Linked DNA regions of Ovis aries: region 1 is linked to region 2. Evidence: chromatin contacts called from public Hi-C data. All regions are on one chromosome and are shown on one strand. The core of a region is the stretch at or near the end of the contact, and the rest is flanking DNA. Distances in the headings are between cores, read along the strand shown.

The links. Hi-C and Micro-C count contacts between places; a contact is called where the count stands out from the background.
Region 1: a contact with region 2 is called in a Hi-C map of liver, with 4 times the contacts expected there. The contact joins the promoter of ETFRF1 here to the enhancer-like site in region 2. A contact is called at or near these places in 7 of 16 Hi-C or Micro-C datasets (blood, hypothalamus, liver and 4 more).

What each region holds. Positions count from the first base shown.
Region 1 is chr3:190,423,115-190,426,854 of ARS-UI_Ramb_v3.0, forward strand. ETFRF1 (electron transfer flavoprotein regulatory factor 1) reads right to left here and starts at 2,163. Exons shown (of 3, transcript XM_042247389.1): 1 at 2,078-2,163. DNAI7 (dynein axonemal intermediate chain 7) reads left to right here and starts at 2,288. Exons shown (of 14, transcript XM_060413313.1): 1 at 2,288-2,370. The coding sequence starts at 2,368.
Region 2 is chr3:190,240,572-190,244,194 of ARS-UI_Ramb_v3.0, forward strand. No RefSeq gene overlaps it. Among named protein-coding and RNA genes, the nearest start is that of KRAS, 130 kb to the right of the region's middle. Within about 2 kb of position 2,225, at least 53 of the 54 cell types and tissues checked have an H3K27ac peak or open chromatin away from gene starts, as enhancers often do. A contact at or near this core is called in hypothalamus, liver, muscle and 1 more, where this site is marked.

The DNA.
Region 1 (3,740 bases), core at 913-3,412, 180 kb after region 2:
TTCCTTGATATATTAATTTTTATGAGTTAAGGAAATGTTTTATTACTGCATACTGATCTTCAGGCATTTAAGTTTACTATAGCCTTTAGGAGAAACAGGTTTCCTTGGGTGAACTGGTGAACAATTTAAATGCAGCAGGGAGCTGGGGCTGCTCCTTAACCCTGCATAAAGTCATGGAAGTTACTGTTTTTATAAAGAGCCAAATGAGAGTTAGGGACTGAGAAGTTCCCTATCATTCTAAGAAACCTGGATGGAGGTGGGCATACAATCCACATTGATAGCTCTTTCCCAGTGACTTGTGGGCCAAGACTTAACCAACTCCAGTATCAGGTTAAGTGAGAAAGCAATGGTACCCAACTTCAGTATTCTCGTCTGGGAAATCCCAGGGACAAAGGAGCGTGGGGGGCTACAGTCCATGGGGTTGTGAAAGAGTAAGACATGACTTAGTGACCAACAACATCATGGTGCCCAAAGCTATTACTGATCACTCTTCCCCATGAAGTTCAGATTTGACTCAGATGGAGCACATTTCCCCAAAGTAGTTAAGCCCAAAAAGCTTCACACTAAAATTTATCCCAACACACTTGCCAGCACCAAAGGATATGTAATCCGAGAGGCAGGTGGCAAGAGATTTTGCCCCCAAAGCTGGTATGTTGCTTGGTTGAGGCCTACCTAGAAGCCAGATTATAAAAGTGAGTTGGAAGATGGTCATGTACATTCAGAGGGGCTAGGAACTGCACCTGTCTGGAGGTAAAAGTGAACAGAGGAAATGGGTCTTCTTATTCATGCAGGTTGTAAGACTAGTAGAGAACTAAGTAAGCCCACTGGTATAATCTCATAGCAGAGCAGTCCCCTAGAACACAGTCCAGCATGTTCTAACACATCCATAGCAAATCCTCCTCCCTGGGGGGAATTTGGTGGAAGGAGAACTGGAGCAAGTCTCTCCCCTGAAATCCCACGATATCAAAATTATTTGTGATTACCATTCACACTTCCTTACTCCCATCAGAGCTGACTGAAGTTCTGTAATCATACACATTAGTTTGACTGAAAAACGTAAAAGCTTAGTTCCATACCAGCTTTGGAACTGTATATCAAGTCGACATTAAGACGTTTTTAATCTTGCTACCAGGGATGTGAAGGTGAAATGTCATAGCTATGAAGCAATTTGGATTTCTGTGGGAGAATAACTTTAACCTATAACGACTAGCTCAGTCAGAAATACTTATTTAATAATACCTTTGGTCAATGAAATTGCAAGAGAGACTGGGTTGTGTGGACATAAAATTACAATCAGAGATGAAAAATGGTGGCAAGAATTTTAAAGCATTTCATGTCTTGTCAGGCTAAAATGGGGTTTAAGCCTAAACGGGGTTTAGATCTAAATTCATACGGAATTCAGATACGCTTTGGAAGGTTAATGTCTCAGTCTCTTAATTTCTTCTAGTTTTCCTGTTGGTCTAAGCTGCCAGAGTTTCTTCATGTTGGTAGACCGACATTCGAAGGGTTGTGCTACCGGTTAGTACACTGTGACCTTGACTCTGGGCACAGAATTTAGCGCGTCTTGCTGGGTCTCTGAGACCTCCACCAGTTACCCAGGAACTGCTTCAAATTAGTTCCAGTTCTTGCTTAGAGCGCCTCTTAAAAAAAAAAACCAAAAAACAAACCCCCAAAACAGCATATACCTTGATGGCTCAGGAAATAAACAAACAGGTGCAAGGAGAATAATCTGAAGGTCATTTAAAAATAAACAACCCTCTAGGAGCCAATTTATTTACCTCTTTTTCTAAACTGCCAATTGAGCCCAGCCCCACGCTGGTCTAAGCGGTGGCGGCCCAGGAAGCCGACCCGGTGTCAGCCACTTGACCCAGTCGCGTAGTCGGCGGCCCCCTTCCTTCTCGAAATCCGCAAAGAAAGATTCGCCCCAGCAAATCTAGGGAAACAGGGAGAGGGGCCGTCAACGTCGGACGACGCACATAAGCCCTTTTCCTACACCTGCTGGTCCTCTCCCAGAGGATACCGCCTCCAGACTCAAGCATCCGGAAAACAAAATAAGACGCCCCGGCGCGGCACTCACGCACTTTCCGGCACGCCGCAGCCGTAAACGCAGCCCTCAGCTCCAACGCCGGAGGCTGTCGACCAAGGCGGGCGGCAGGCTGTAGTGGGGCGGAGCAACCTGTCAGGGAAGTGGGTAGGGCACCGTCCGGAAAAACCCCAGCGCGACTGCGCGAACGCAGACGCGGGGCTCTCCGCAGCGGCCCTGGGGCGCCAGTGGGCGGGGCTTGTCGTCCTGACAACGCGGGAGCGTTTGTCCACATAGCCCGGAGATCACACTTGGCCGACTACCGAGGTCGTGTATGCTTCAACATGGTGAGCAGGAAACGTAGGGGAGCAGGGCCAAGGGGCGATCATTGATGCTCCTGCGCTGTGTTAAATGATGTGGCAAGGGCCTGTCGTATTTTATTAGAGGAGAGCGAGTCGGTTTAGGAAAGACCCCATATCCTTAGCGGGTATGGACCTCTCCTGAAGTATGGCCTTCCATTCGGGGTCTGATGGACCGGAGAGAGAGTCCAGACCTGTTTCTGCAAACGGGGAATGGTCAGTTTGTGGTGTTTTAATCAGATCAGATGATGTTTTAATCTCCAGCTGCTGCTAAATTCAAATATTCGTCTCAATTTAGTTACTCCTAGTAGTGATAGACATTCCTGTGAAATTTCTTTTTTTTTTTTTTAAATTGAAGCTTGGTGGAAATGCATAGTTTTGTTTGGTTTGCTTTTTCCGCCTCAGCAATTAATTGAAAGCTGCTGCAGTTTACTCTCGGAGAAGGCAATGGCACCCCACTCCAGTACTCTTGCCTGGAAAATCCCATGGACGGAGAAGCCTGGTAGGCCTCAGTCCATGGGGTCGCTAAGAGTCAGGCACGACTTTCCTTTCACTTTTCACCTGCATGCATTGGAGAAGGAAATGGCAACCCACTCCAGTGTTCTTGCCTGGAGAATCCCAGGGACAGGGGAGCCTGGTGGGCTGCCGTCTATGGGGTCGCACAGAGTCAGACACACTCAAGTGACTTAGCAGCAACAGCAGCAGTTTACTCTGCTTTGAAAATTTATTTTATGTGGTTTTTTGTGGAAATTTGAATTGTTTTGTGATTCAGAGTATGCAACCTGCCTGGTGTTTAAGTACGATAGAGCGTCTCGTTTTGTTTTTCTGCACTCTTCAGCTGTCGTGTCTTCTCCAGGAACACAGACCAACATGTAGCTAAAATGTTCTCGTTTCCCATTTTCTTAAAAGTGATTTCCATCTTCTTCAGTGATTAAAACCAGATGGAAGTGGAAAGCGTAATTAGTTTAATTATTTAATTCATTAATTAAGGGAAAATATGGAGCATACTCTTTGTGCTTGGTACTAGACTGAAACGAAGTACACAAAGGTGATAATTACAATCTCTCCCTGGTATGGAAGACAGACTTAGCAAATTAATTACAATACAGTTTTATAACTATAATCATTGAAGTGACTACGATGGAGTAACACAAAGATGGGAATGTTAAAATTAGGGCGGGAGAGGAAAGGGGGACAGGAAGAGCAGAGCAGTGCTTTTCAAGCTGTGTTTTAAAGTATGATGAATTTACCAGAAGTAATGAGAAGAAACAGGGTGTGGAGAGCGTTTATGTCAGGGAGAACAGAAAGTAAATGGATTTTAAACTGACTTAAAGCTGCTGATAAGGGAACAATAGGCA
Region 2 (3,623 bases), core at 975-3,474:
TAGTGACTGTAAAACAAGTCTATCTCCTGCTTTAGTACTGGTTTTAAAACATAAACTGCTATGTATTACTGTGGAAATGAGAATGAAATTTAAGGTAGTATTCAGAACCGAATGATCCTATTTGCTTAGCATAAATGATTTAAATGGCTAGAATTACAAAATGAATTGCAAAGATATAAAAATATCCCAAAGTTCACCTTGCCAGTTTTCAGTTCAGTTCAGTTCAGTTCAGTCACTCAGTCGTGTCCATCTCTTTGTGACCCCATGAATTCCAGCCCGCCAGGCCTCCTTGTCCATCACCAATTCCCGGAGTTCACTCAAACTCACATCCATCGAGTCGGTGATGCCATCCAGCCATCTCATCCTCTGTCATCCCCTTCTCCTCCTGCCCCCAATCCCTCCCAGCATCAGAGTCTTTTCCAATGAGTCAACTCTTCAGTATGAGGTGGCCAAAGTACTGGAGTTTCAGCTTTAGCATCATTCCTTCCAAAGAACATCCAGGACCAATCTCCTTTAGAATGAACTGGTTGGATCTCCTTGCAGTCCAAGGGACTCTGAGAGTCTTCTCCAATACCACAGTTCAAAAGCATCAATTCTTCAGCGCTCAGTTTTGTTCACAGTCCAACTCTCACATCCATACATGACCACTGGAAAACCATAGCCTTGACTAGACGGACCTTTGTTGGCGAAGTAATGTCTCTGCTTTTGAATATGCTATCTAGGTTGGTCATAACCTTCCTTCCAAGGAGTAAACGTCTTTTAATTTCATGGCTGCGATCACCATCTGCAGTGATTTTTGAGCCCCCCAAAAATAAAGTCTGACACTAGGTGGGCATCAGTTCACCAGTTCAGTCGCTCAGTCTGTCTGACTCTGTGACCCCATGAATCGCAGCACGCCAGGCCTCCCTGTCCATCATCAACTCCCAGAGTTCACTCAGACTCACGTCCATAGAGTCAGTGATGCCATCCAGCCATCTCATCCTCTGTCATCCCCTTCTCCTCCTGCCCCCAATCCTTCCCAGCATCAGAGTCTTTTCCAATGAGTCAACTCTTCACATGAGGTGGCCAAAGTACTGGAGTTTCAGCTTTACCATCATTCCTTCCAAGAAATCCCAGGGCTGATCTCCTTCAGAATGGACTGGTTGGATCTCCTTGCAGTCCAAGGGACTCTCGAGAGTCTTCTCCAACACCACAGAACAAAAGCATCAATCATTCGGTGCTCACCTTTCTTCACAGTCCAACTCTGACAAGCATTTCACTTTTCAGGCGCGTTGCCCATAAACGGGTTGGCAGCAGAGGGCGCTCTTCAGTTAAAATCCGAAGTTCTTTTTCAAAAAGCTTTTAGATACATATTCGCTGCATCCAAGTAACAGTAGTTAAGAGTGTTGTAGAATAACAAGAGTTCTATGAGCTTTGAGTTTGATATAGGGGGAAAGGACATTTATGAAACATAATTGAATGAGACCTTAGATTTTGAGCAATGCTTAGTTTCTTCTAATGAACGTATTTGATTCACACCACTAATATTTTCTGAGGACCGACTCGGTGTAAGACACCAACATACACTTCTAGCGTCTTCCCCGGATACTGTTACGGGAAAACTTGGACCCTTACCATGTGCTTTCTGCACTTTAAGGACAGGGCATTTTAAAACAAAATGAGGAAACTGAAAGTCATCGTATTTATCACATTCAAAAGTAAGGACTTTACTATGCTGTAGATTTTACCTAGAATGTTTGGAACAATCGGCAGCCACAGTTCCTATTCTCAGGTTACATCCCGAAGATAAAACGATTTTCATAACATCTGAATACTAACATAAAACAATATCTGCACATTTATCTACATTTATCTCCCGCGATCAATAGCATCTTCTAGACAGAATCCCGAGTGCCAATATCCTCCGCAACGTCGGATTGCTTCCCGGATTCCAAAGCGTGGTCTTTCCCCACCCTCCTGACCCTCTCCGCCACTACCCATCTCCCCAGAGGCAACCAGCTCCGGTTAGGGCCAAGTAGCTGAACATTTTTAGTTGCTACAAGAGAATCTTTTCCCCTAGCTTCTTATCGATGAATGGGTGTTTAAAAAATAAAAATTAAAAAAAAACCTTAGCTTTAAACCTCTTTCATTTCCAGAACACTCCTGGTTTGGTTTTCAAACTAACGAGGTCTGACTAGTGATCATGCAAAAAGCCTTTTTTGAACACCCCAAGGCGCAAGTCATTGGACAGGGCTCTGGCTGCGTGTCCAAGGTCTCACGTGGTGCCTCCGCGAGCCACCCAGCGCATCTGTTCGGGTGAAACCCTTCAAACTTTTTCTTTCTGTGTTTGAAAAGCAAAATGACCCGATCTAAAGGCGCCGGCCTTCGGCTGCGCAAAATTGATCCTTCTGGGAGGCGGCCGGCCTCCCGGAAGACCGCCGCATGACTCAAGACTCGAAATGTTCCGGAGTTCAAGTCACTCTGGACGTCGCCACCGCCACTTCGCACTCGTCGCCGGGCCGTGCGGCCGCCACCCAGCGGCCCCCGCCCGCCGGCCCCGAACGGCCCGCGCGCCCGCTGCGGGGGAGGGGAGCGCTCGGCTGAGGTCGCCGCCCGGTTGAGCAATCCGGCTATGCAAATAGCGGGGTTACGACAACCAATCGGAGGCCGGTTCTGCCGTGACGCGCGCGCCAAGCGCCCGTAGTATTTATAGATCGTATTTAAAGAGCCCTTGGGAGTCTCCCCAGGCTCGGCTGGGCGGTGGCAGCGGCCGCGGAGCTGCAGTTGGCCCGGCTCGAGTGAGGTGGCGGGGCGGTCTCTGCCGGTCCTTTCCCTGTGGGGGTGTGGGGCGTGGAGAAGCGTCCTAGCACGTTCCGTAGTAAATAGTTTTTACCCACTTCCCAGCTCGGTTTCTGGAGAAGGGGAGGAAATGCTGCCGCTCCGATCATAGTTTTGCTGGAAACAAAGCCAGGGATTTGACATCTCAAAGCAGGGGGTGGGGATGGGGGTGGGGGTGCAGAGAAGGTTTGAACCGACCCCGCCCCGGCCCCACATTTGAGCCACAAACCGACGCCTGTTTCCTGGTGCTGGGCTGTGTGTAGAGGCGGCCTTCCTGGGGGGAGGGGAGAACAATACCGCCTGAAAAGCCAAAAGTCGTGGAATTTGGGGGGCGGGGTGTATTCGTGGAAAATAAACTGCAAGATAGTGGCGGTGATTATCTTGGCGTTCAATCCATTGATCCTCAGACTTACCGGCCAGCGAGCTGCACACTGCAGCGCGAAAGCAGGAAACTGACATTACGTCAGAGGAGAGAAGAGACCCAAACTGCAAGGGCTGCATCTGCAGAGCTGGTTGTTTCTCCTCGGAGGGGTTCTGCGGGCCCGGGGTGCTCCCCCGGGCGGGGCGCTACGGGCTCTCAGGCGGAGGGTGGGCTCTGGGGGCACTCGGGGGACTCCTGGCCTGGGCCGCCCCACGTTGCCCTCACCAGCGGGCTATGTAGGAGCCACGAATAATTCCTTTTAAAGATAGCCCCGCGCTTAGCTGGATGTCCTGAATTCCGAGGGGGGGTGGGGGCCGGGCAGGGAAGCGCACCAAGTGTCCCCTGCTGTCCTTAGTTTAGCGAGAGCTGAAGTCCATCAGAGGAA